Regions from separate parts of the Mus musculus genome. Here region 1 is linked to region 2. The links are chromatin contacts, called in public HiChIP or PLAC-seq maps. All regions are on one chromosome and are shown on one strand. The core of a region is the stretch at or near the end of the contact, and the rest is flanking DNA. Distances in the headings are between cores, read along the strand shown. Region 1 has its middle 34 kb from the start of Tasp1. Region 2 has its middle 110 kb from the start of Ism1.

Evidence for each region. HiChIP or PLAC-seq counts read pairs in DNA pulled down with a chosen protein or histone mark.
Region 1: a contact with region 2 is called in a FOXA1 HiChIP or PLAC-seq map of pancreatic cancer cells. The contact joins two enhancer-like sites. A contact is called at or near these places in 1 of 15 datasets of contacts at CTCF or cohesin (pro-B cells), 4 of 484 Hi-C or Micro-C datasets (the CH12 cell line, the P5424 cell line and embryonic stem cells) and 1 of 115 datasets of contacts at active chromatin or transcription factors (pancreatic cancer cells).

The regions. Positions count from the first base shown.
Region 1 is chr2:140,098,460-140,103,227 of GRCm38.p6, forward strand. No RefSeq gene overlaps it. Among named protein-coding and RNA genes, the nearest start is that of Tasp1, 34 kb to the left of the region's middle. Within about 2 kb of position 2,747, at least 56 of the 459 cell types and tissues checked have an H3K27ac peak or open chromatin away from gene starts, as enhancers often do. A contact at or near this core is called in pancreatic cancer cells, where this site is marked.
Region 2 is chr2:139,785,491-139,790,355 of GRCm38.p6, forward strand. No RefSeq gene overlaps it. Among named protein-coding and RNA genes, the nearest start is that of Ism1, 110 kb to the left of the region's middle. Within about 2 kb of position 3,266, at least 17 of the 459 cell types and tissues checked have an H3K27ac peak or open chromatin away from gene starts, as enhancers often do. A contact at or near this core is called in pancreatic cancer cells, where this site is marked.

The sequences.
Region 1 (4,768 bases), core at 1,497-3,996, 310 kb after region 2:
TGATAATGGACTGAACTGAACCTGTACGCCAGCCCCAATTAACTGTTGTCCTTATAAGAGTTGTCTTTGTGAAAGCATGGACCATCCAGAGACTGCCCCACCTGGGGATCCATCTCATAATCAGCCACCAAACGCAGACACTATTGCATATGGCCGTGAGATTTTGCTGAAAGGACCCTGATATAGTTGTCTCTTGTGAGGCTATGCCAGTGCCTGGCAAATACAGAAGTGGATGCTCACAGACAACTATTGGATGGAACACAGGGCCCCCAATGGAGAAGCTAGAGAAAGTACGCAAGGAGCTGAAGGGGTCTGCAATGCTATAGGTGGAACAACAATATGAACTAACCAGTACTCCCAGAGTTCGTGTCTCTAGCTGCATATGTAGCAGAAGATGGCCTAGTCGGCCATCATTGGGAAGAGAGGACCCTTGGTCTTGCAAACTTTATATGCCTCAGTACAGGGGAACACCAGGGCCAAGAAGTGGGAGTGTGTGTGTGGGGGAGCAGGGTGGGGGAGGGTATAGGGGAGTTTTGGGATAGCATTTGAAATGTAAATGAAGAAAATATCTAATAAAAATTTAGGTGGGGGGCTGGAGAGGTGGCTCAGCAGGTAAGAGCACTTACTGCTCTTCCAGAGGTCCTGGGTTCAATTCCCAGCAACCACATGGTGGCTCACAACCATCTGTAATGGGAGCTGTTGCCCTCTTCTGGTATATCTGAAGACAGCTACAGTGTACTTACATATAACAATAAGTAAATCTTTGGGCTGGAGCAAGCGGGGTGGAGCAAGTGGGGCCAGAGTGAGCAGAGGTCCTGAATTCAATTCCCAGCAACCACATGAAGGCTCACAACCATCTGTACAGCTACAGTATACTCATATACATTAAATCAATCAATCAATCAATCAATCAATCAATCTTTAAAAGAAATTTTGGGAAAAAAAAAGGAGTTGTCTTGGTCATGGTTTCTCTTCACAGCAGTAAAACTCTAAGACAGACACCTGGGGATACTCAGAATCAAACTTGGGTCCCCTGGAAAAGGAGCCACTTCTGTATTTGCCAGGCACTGGCATAGCCTCACAAGAGACAGCTATATCAGGGTCCTTTCAGCAAAATCTCACTGCCATATGCAATAGTGTCTGCGTTTGGTGGCTGATTATGAGATGGATCCCCAGGTGGGGCAGTCTCTGGATGGTCCATGCTTTCGCCATGGTTCTTAACCAGTGAGCCATCTCTTAAGTTCCCTGGACTTCTCTCTTAAAGTGCAGCTGTGTATGTGCACAGTTTGCTTGTCATCTCCATTTGCTGTTTGCTGTCCTGATTTAGCCACGTCCAAAACAACTCTTGGTAACCACATGTCCTAAGTATTCGTTTTTCAGTGTTCTTCCTTCCCTATACCCATTATGGCTCCATTGTTAACCCATTTATTTTGACCAGAAATCATGAAATTATCCTTCACTCCTCTCTTTCTCTCTCTCTCTCTCTCTCTCTCTCTCTCTCTCTCTCTCTCTCTCTCTCTCTCTCTCTCTCTCTTTCTCTCTCTCTCTCTCTCTCCATCAGCTTCCTGCTATACTATCAAAGAAGATCCAAATTCAGCCACTTACAATGATACACACTGTTCATCTGCTACCATGTGCCCTTTCTCTACAAATGTCCCATTAATGCTTGCATGAATCTAAAAATAAACTCCATATAAACAGATGTGTTTAGTCACTTGCCACGGCACTCCGCCAAGGGGCAGGATACAACTGGTATCCTCGGGGTAAATGTATGAAAGAATTCTGGGAAGCACTGATTCAATTTTAAAATAAAAGTATGGAATGAGGGCCAGTGGGAAAAACACAAGCCCAGACTTCATCCATTGATAGAAGGGGCCAAGAAAATGTCAATTCCTTATCAAAGTCTCTCAGATACGTCCAGTGGCACAGTTAGGACCAGAAACCAAAGACTCTTGGCTCCAAACTCTACAGACCTTCCAGTGTACAAATGTGCAATTTCTTCTGTCTGGTGTTTTTTCTCTTTGCTTTTCCTTTCTCTAAATTCTTGAAGATAAATAGTAGTTTTAGAGATCAACTATGAATCCCCATTTCAATAGATGACCAATGGAAACTGTAGACAAGGAAAGGAGAGAGAGGGAAGAATTCTCATTCCAGTGTTCCAGGATTTTCCTGCCCAGAAAACCTCAAGAGGACAAGGCAGGCTGCCATCTGTGCTTCAAAGGAGGCCTGAAACATTTTCTTCCAGAGTTTTTTTTTGCCATTGAGGTCTTTAAATTACATTGGTCTTGAGTTAGTTCCTAAAGGCCTTTCATAAACACTGAGCTCTGTAATAAAAGAAAAAGAAAAGAATGAAAATCAACTCTCAAAGTACAAGGGGAAAGAAAGCATCCACTCAAGTGTGTGGAACTTGAGAAATGCATTAGTCAGGGATGGTTGACTGTGTAGGAGCCATTAGTTGACCTATTAAAGAGCTGGGGACTACTCATCAGAGAGCTATTTATGGAAAGACCAGCTTGGTGAAAATGTAAAGGGGGTAATACTATCTTTGGTACCTCTAATCTGTTCCTCTGTGACCTTCCTGTAACCATCACCATCTTGTTCTCTATGTTCTCACTGTTGGTTTGCAATTTCTTCACAGCCTTTGAAATGAGAGAAATGTCAGGTTGGCAGTTATATGGAGACCTGAAGCTCTGAAACTTAACTATTGAGTCATTTGACTCCGCTGTGAGGGATGTCTCATCCGAGGTCAGAGGACAGCCCATGCTGTGGTTTGGGATATGATTTGTACCAGAAAGCTTTATGTGTTAGAACCCTGGTGTGGTGAGAAAGAGGTGGAAAATTTTAAGATGCAGGCATTAGGTGTTTGGAGGTACTAGCCTTGAAAAGTCCCCCCGCATTGGTGTTTTCTTTTAGCAACTTAAAACAGACCAAAATATCATGGGGAAATACCACATACCATGACTAACCAATGACAGAGTACATCCTATCTTTGTGGAAGGAACCAGAATGAGCCTGAAAAACCATTCTAGTTTCTGATCTTCACACTGGCTAAATTTGTAATGAACCTCACATTGCAATATCTTCTACTATCCTTCTACTTTATTTCTTCTATCCTTGTCATGTCCCCTTTCTTTCCTCATGCCTTTAATTCAAGAACACTCGCCAATGACTCATTGATCCATTGCTGTACATGTAGCATTTTGTTAGTAAAGTTCTATAGGGGATATGACATGTCCTTTTACTAAATCTATTTTTAAATAGGTACTGTGGATGTAGCTCATTCATAGAGTATCATGTAAGAGTATATTCAGTCATCAGTATTGCAAAACTTTAAAATATTAGCTTACAACTTGTTTATAGGTAAATCACCTTTTGAATTATGTTAAAAAATTATCCTATTACCGATTTCTTAGGCTTAGCTTATTGAACTAAGCATTCACTAATTGAATGAACACATGCATGCAGATGGAAGTGCCCAGACTAACGTGCTCCAATCATGATTTGAGTTCCTGGATACCACTTAGCCTGAAGATCTACTCTTGATCATTCTAGTTAGATGAAACCATATGTTTTGCTTTTGCATGTATGTGTATGCCAGTTTGAACTGGATTTTAGATAGACTATGCAATTAGAAAAAAATTCTGAAATTCTGCTATTCCACAAGATCAATGGTTCTCAGCCTTCCTAATGCTGTGACCCTTTAATACATTCAGTTCCTCACATTGTAGTGACCCTCTACAATTCAATTAGTCCATTGTTACCTCATAACTGTCATCTTTATTCTTTTATGAATTATAATATAATTATCTGGTATATAGGATATATCTGATATTCAATTTCTAGGTTAAGAACTAGTGCATAAGAGCCTGGAAGGCCACCAGATGTCTCTAAACCTCTTTCCCAACAGAAATATAATAAAACCTCAATCCTGCCTACCTCATATGAAGAAGGTACAATCATACTACAAACCCATGAAAGCCCAACAGTCAGTCACTTTATAGACATTTTTATCGGCGCCAGGTCCTTGACTTGCATTGACTTATATTTATATGACTGGCTCAGACTTACAACAGGCCCCTCCTGTAGTCGTTTTTCCTGTTGCCCTGATAAAACACTCTGCCAATGCAACTTAAAGAAGGAAGGGCTACTTTTAACTCATAGTTCAATGTAGATCCCATCATTCTGGGAAGCTCAAAGCAGCCTTCATATCATGCCCATAATCAAGAAGAGAGAGCAGTGCATGCTGCTGGCCAGCTCCCTTTCTCCATCTGACGCTATTCAGGATCCTTTGCACAGGGTACGGTCCTGCCCACAACTAAGATGGGTCATCCCCTCTTGATCAGCATCTCAAGATAGGCAAGAATGTCCAAGGCCCATCTCTCAGGTGATCCTAGATCCTGTCACACTGAAACTTAATATTAACAATCAAGGCTATCAAACAGCTCCATGAGTAACATGAATACATGCCACAAATGCCTGATGACCCAAGTATAATACCCAGAAGCCGGGTAAGGATTCAAAGGTGCTCACTGAGACTGAACCAACAATCAGGGAGCCTGCATGGGTCTAACCTAGTCCCTCTGCATACATGTTTTAGCTGTGTAGCTTAGAGTTTGTGTGGAACTCCTAACAGAGGGAACAGAGAGCTGTTTCTGACACTTTCACCTGCTTTGGGAATCCTTGTCCTTCTACTGGGTTGCCTCATTCAGTCTTAATATGAGGAGAGGTGCCTAGTCTCATTGCAACTTGATATGCCATGTTTGGTTGA
Region 2 (4,865 bases), core at 2,016-4,515:
TTCCTTCCAAAATGGTCCAGAAAAGACTTAGAGATAATGAGACATGAGAGGTCTTGCATGCATCATTGATTGGCATATTATTCTCTGAGTGGTGAAGCTTATCAAAGTTCTGATCCATGATCTTAAAGCACTCAAACCTAGAAAGTACCAGATACTACAAAGAATTTTAACATGGTTGAATAAAATTAAAGAGAAAAAAAACAGTGCTAAGGAATGAATTAATTAAAAAACACCCAGGAATTAAAACCAGATTATATAAGACAGAGCAGGAATCCAAAAGCAACCAAGAAAATTCCTGATATCTCTTAAGCTGTATATAGCCACAGTGATGAGAGAGAATTATATTTTTATAATTTTGTTTAATATATATGTTTACCATTTATATAAATATATATGATATATATGTGTGTATGTATATGCATATGTATATGTATATATTTCCTGGATGTGAGTTGCTATGTGTGTACTGGAAACTAAACCTGAATTCTCTGCAAGAGCAGCAAGCACTCTTAATTGCTGAGCCATCTCTTCAGCCAAGAAAGGATTCGTTTTTAACTCTCATAATCAGAAGACTTCACACTTGGTTTACCACTATGATTATCAGCATTTTGAAATTCTTGACCATAGTCTTTGACTCAGTGTTTTGTAAGTCAATAGAGCAGTGGCACATGTACCGGGCAGTTCCTTTGTGTGGGTTCTAAACTGTCTAGATGGAGCCAGTACTCCCCTGGTCCCAGATCCACTGACCATGTGGGATGACTTGGTTGAGAAAGTACCATTATCACTTGTAAGTGCCTAGGAAGGGTTACACTCACCCTCAAGGGTGTTATCTCTAAAGTAGGGCACTTGACTGGCATATAGGAGACCTTGAGTTTGACCCTAGAAGCACAAACAAGCAACAAAATACTATGAAATGACAAGGTATAACAAAAGAAAGTTTTATTATATCTTTGTCTTTATATACCTGCTTTTTTGAAAATAATTACAAGAGACCATATTTTCATTTGTGTAGACTGCATAGCAAGCCTTAATTTCAATTTAGAGAAGTGAGAATTATTTTCTGGTTCACAAATATTCAACTGTGACTAGCAAAAGGGTTTTTGTTTTGTTTTGTTTTTTTTTAATGCAAGAACTCTACATAAGCTCTCACATAACCTTCCATTCAAAATTCCATCAGGATGGCTCAGATTTGAGCCTGGGATCCCACAACTATAAGTCCAGGATCCATCCAGTGCCTCATGTCTAAGCCACATCTTGATCTTGGATGAGAGAGCACTGGATTCACATCTAGCCAAATTAGACAATTTCTGACCTCAGGAAAAGACAATTTCATGTAGACCTATACCTTCCTCAAAGCAGCCATGTTATATTTGGAGGCTTAGTGAAGTTTGGGCCAGATGAATAGAGGCCCCTATATTTAAGTTCAGGTTAGAGCTGATTCTGGGAAGGGGTATGCTTTTATTCTGTGGAGATGTGTACAACAAACAGCCTCTGTGGAAGGGCACAGAGCAGACAGAAGCCAAAGGATGGGGTCAGGGAGGACTCAGAGGAAGCCCTTTCTGATGCAGGAGTCTGAACTTTATTTTCTTTCTTTTTTTTTTTTTAAAGGATTTATTTATTATATGTAAGTACACTGTAGCTGTCTTCAGACACTCCAGAAGAGGGCATCAGATCTTGTTACAGATGGTTGTGAGCCACCATGTGGTTGCTGGGATTTGAACTCCAGACCTTCGGAAGAGCAGTCGAGTGCTCTTACCCATTGAGCCATCTCACCAGCTCCATGAACTTTATTTTCTAAGACACCAAGGTCACTGCCAAGGTCACTGCCAGCTGTGAAAGTAGCCAAGTCTAGACCTTGATTTTTTTGAAGTGGCTTCTACTTGTTTCATGCAAGTCCACATCCCCCAAGCCATTTTCTTTCTTTCTTTCTTTCTTTCTTTCTTTCTTTCTTTCTTTCTTTCTTTCTTTCTTTCTTTCTTTCTTTCTTTCTTTCTTTCTTCCTTCCTTCCTTCCTTCCTTTCTTCCTTTCCTTCTCTCTCTCTCTCTCTCTCTCTCTCTCTCTCTCTCTCTCTCTCTCTTTCTTTCTTTCTTCCTCCATCTTCCTCAGGCTGCCATTTGCAGAACCATAGACCTCACTGGATTTGGTGACCTGAGAGGTGCCCTTACATGGGAATTTGTATCATAAATTCCCACTAAGAGGCCCCTGATTCACATCTTCCTCACCAATTTATGCTGTCCTGCCTTTCAGACAGAAACTGGTGTGCTCACATGTGGCAGGGCCTGGCGGCGCTTCAGACAGGTTCTATGAACTTGGTCGCCAGGTGGTAACCATATTATTGCATGCTTCTTGGTAACTTCTGTGCAACACAATTACCTTTGACAGTTCTTGAGTGGGACAGCAATTTTTAGCAAATGTTTTCAGTAACCAAAGGCCAGGAGGGAAGGAAACGTGAGCGTTTCAGTTAAGCTTTGAGCATGGCTCTGACAGGTCTTCAGCACCTCCGTCGTGTTATAAATAGGAATTCCACGGAAATTTAGTTCACATGGAATGCGCAGAAGGGAGTGTGGCAAGGCCGATGCTTTCCATTGTATTTGGGAAAGAATGTGTCCCGACACAGGATAACAAGGCCTACCGTGACAAAGTTCCTACCAGCCCGCCAAGTACCATAGGCTGCAAGGATTTTCTTTCAGGGAGGTTTCATACTAAAGACATTTTTTTTTTCTTTCCTTCATACCAATTCTGCATTGCAAAGAGTGTGACATTCACTTCTGTGGTTTTCTTGGATTCATAATGCCCTCAGCATTCCTCAGAGTTATCCAAAGAGCATTCATCTCACTATTCAAGTATTGGTTTCCAGCCCCAGAAAAAAAAAAAAAAGCATAAGTATTACAGGTAGGCTGTTTGAAGTTTAACTGTACAAAATGAGAGTCTGAAAGTCAATTGCTGCCTGTACTCTGGCACCATGAGGGCATATACTATACATGCATATGGACACACATGTACATATATACATTCACAAGACAAATAAATGAAGCTTCTTCTAAAAAGAAAGGCTAAAACAAAGTATTAAGGTCTCTAGTCACACAGCATGGGGAATAAACTGAGCAATTCAGCCACCAAGTCACAGGTATGAAAGAGAATGGTCATACACAATTGATACACTGGTAATTCACAGGGCTAGTGGGGTAGAATATAAGGCCACATGGCCATAGCTACACCCATAGAACATACTATGACTCACTTGCCCTTGGCCTGCTACCCAGCAACATTTCCCTTTGACACACCCAAAGAGGAGCCGGGTCTCCATTCTCATTTCATTAGCCATGTTTTACAGGCCAGCTTGCTTTTGATCTCGGGTGACTAGACACACGATATCATCAGCTCTAAATCAAGCCACATTTTTACTCTTTCCTCCAAACTGATCTCCTTGGTGAGGACAAGAGCAGCTAATCCCTAACATGTTGCAGATTGTGACATCTCCTAGTACGTCATTTTTATCTTCTTTATTTACTTAGCAGCCACTTTGTCAATAACAGCTGTTGGCCTTTCTTTTAGACTCAAAGGATAAAAGATAAAAATTTGATTGTAAACTTTGCCTCAAAGTTTAATGTTAGATCATTATCAAATTTTTTCTTACTTATCTGTGATTTTAAAGAAGGGGGAGCATTGAACTAAAGAAACGATTCAGTGGTTAAGAGCATTTGCTGCTATTGTAGAAGACATGGGTTAAGTTTCCAGCACCCACATAATGGCTTATAATGCCTATTCCATGGGAACCAGTACCTTCTTCTGGCCTCTGCAGACATCTGCACACACCTGACGCACATATAGACAAGCAGGCACTCACACATAGGCACTGGGGGAAAACTTCCAGAAATAGAGACCAACAATCCAAAAGCTGATCTACACAGGGTATTGTGGTAGTTGATCTTGATTGGTAACTAAGAGGATGTAGAATCACCTGAGAGACACAGTTCTAGACATGTTTAGGGTGTTTCAACAGAGATTTAACCAAGAAGGATGATCCATTCAGAATAGGGGTGATACCATCACCCATGGAGGTCCTAATCAGGATAAAAAAGAGAATGTGGGCTGGGTATTTATGTCTCTTTCTCTTCCTAACTACACATGTAACCTCCCTCACATGACTGACATCACATTTTCTGCTACCACAGTTCTCTCTCTGACAGACTTCCAACCATGAGCCAAATTAAACTCTTCCCATCTTCAATTGCTTTTATCAAATGTCATGTCACTGCAATGAGAAAAATAATGACACACATACAAAAAAAAAATCCATGGATATTTGTTCTTTGTTTCATGTATGTTGACTATCAGGCAGCCACTTGGTTTTGCAAGTGCAAGAAAAGCTATAAGCAGACATCACACACCGTTAGTCAGTTCCCAGACCCTATTCAATACGAAAGCAGTCTGGAGTCTTTTATTTGACTCCTTTAAAAGTTATAGTCTTTGGTGTTTACTTTCTTATAAAGAAGTAGAATATGTCCAAGACAAGAAATATCAAACAAAAAACAAAACCAAAGAAAAACAAAAACTTAAGGATTTAAAAGTCTCCTGTAAGAGCTCTGTCTGTTAGGCCAACACACTCCCTAATTTTCTTTCATTTTCCTCTTTAATGCTGAGGAGTCTGAAAAAGGCCAATACTATTATCAGTTAGACAGTCGCGATGCATTTCTAGCCAATTGAATAAAGGAAAAAAAAACCTGAAAAAAAATTCAAGGTTCTACCACTTCCCTTCCTTACAGGAACTGCAGCTGTCTTGAGACCAAGAAGCACTGTCCATGAGGACAGAAGCCACTGTGATGAAAGCAGAAGGTGAGACAAAGAGGAGTACTGCACAGCT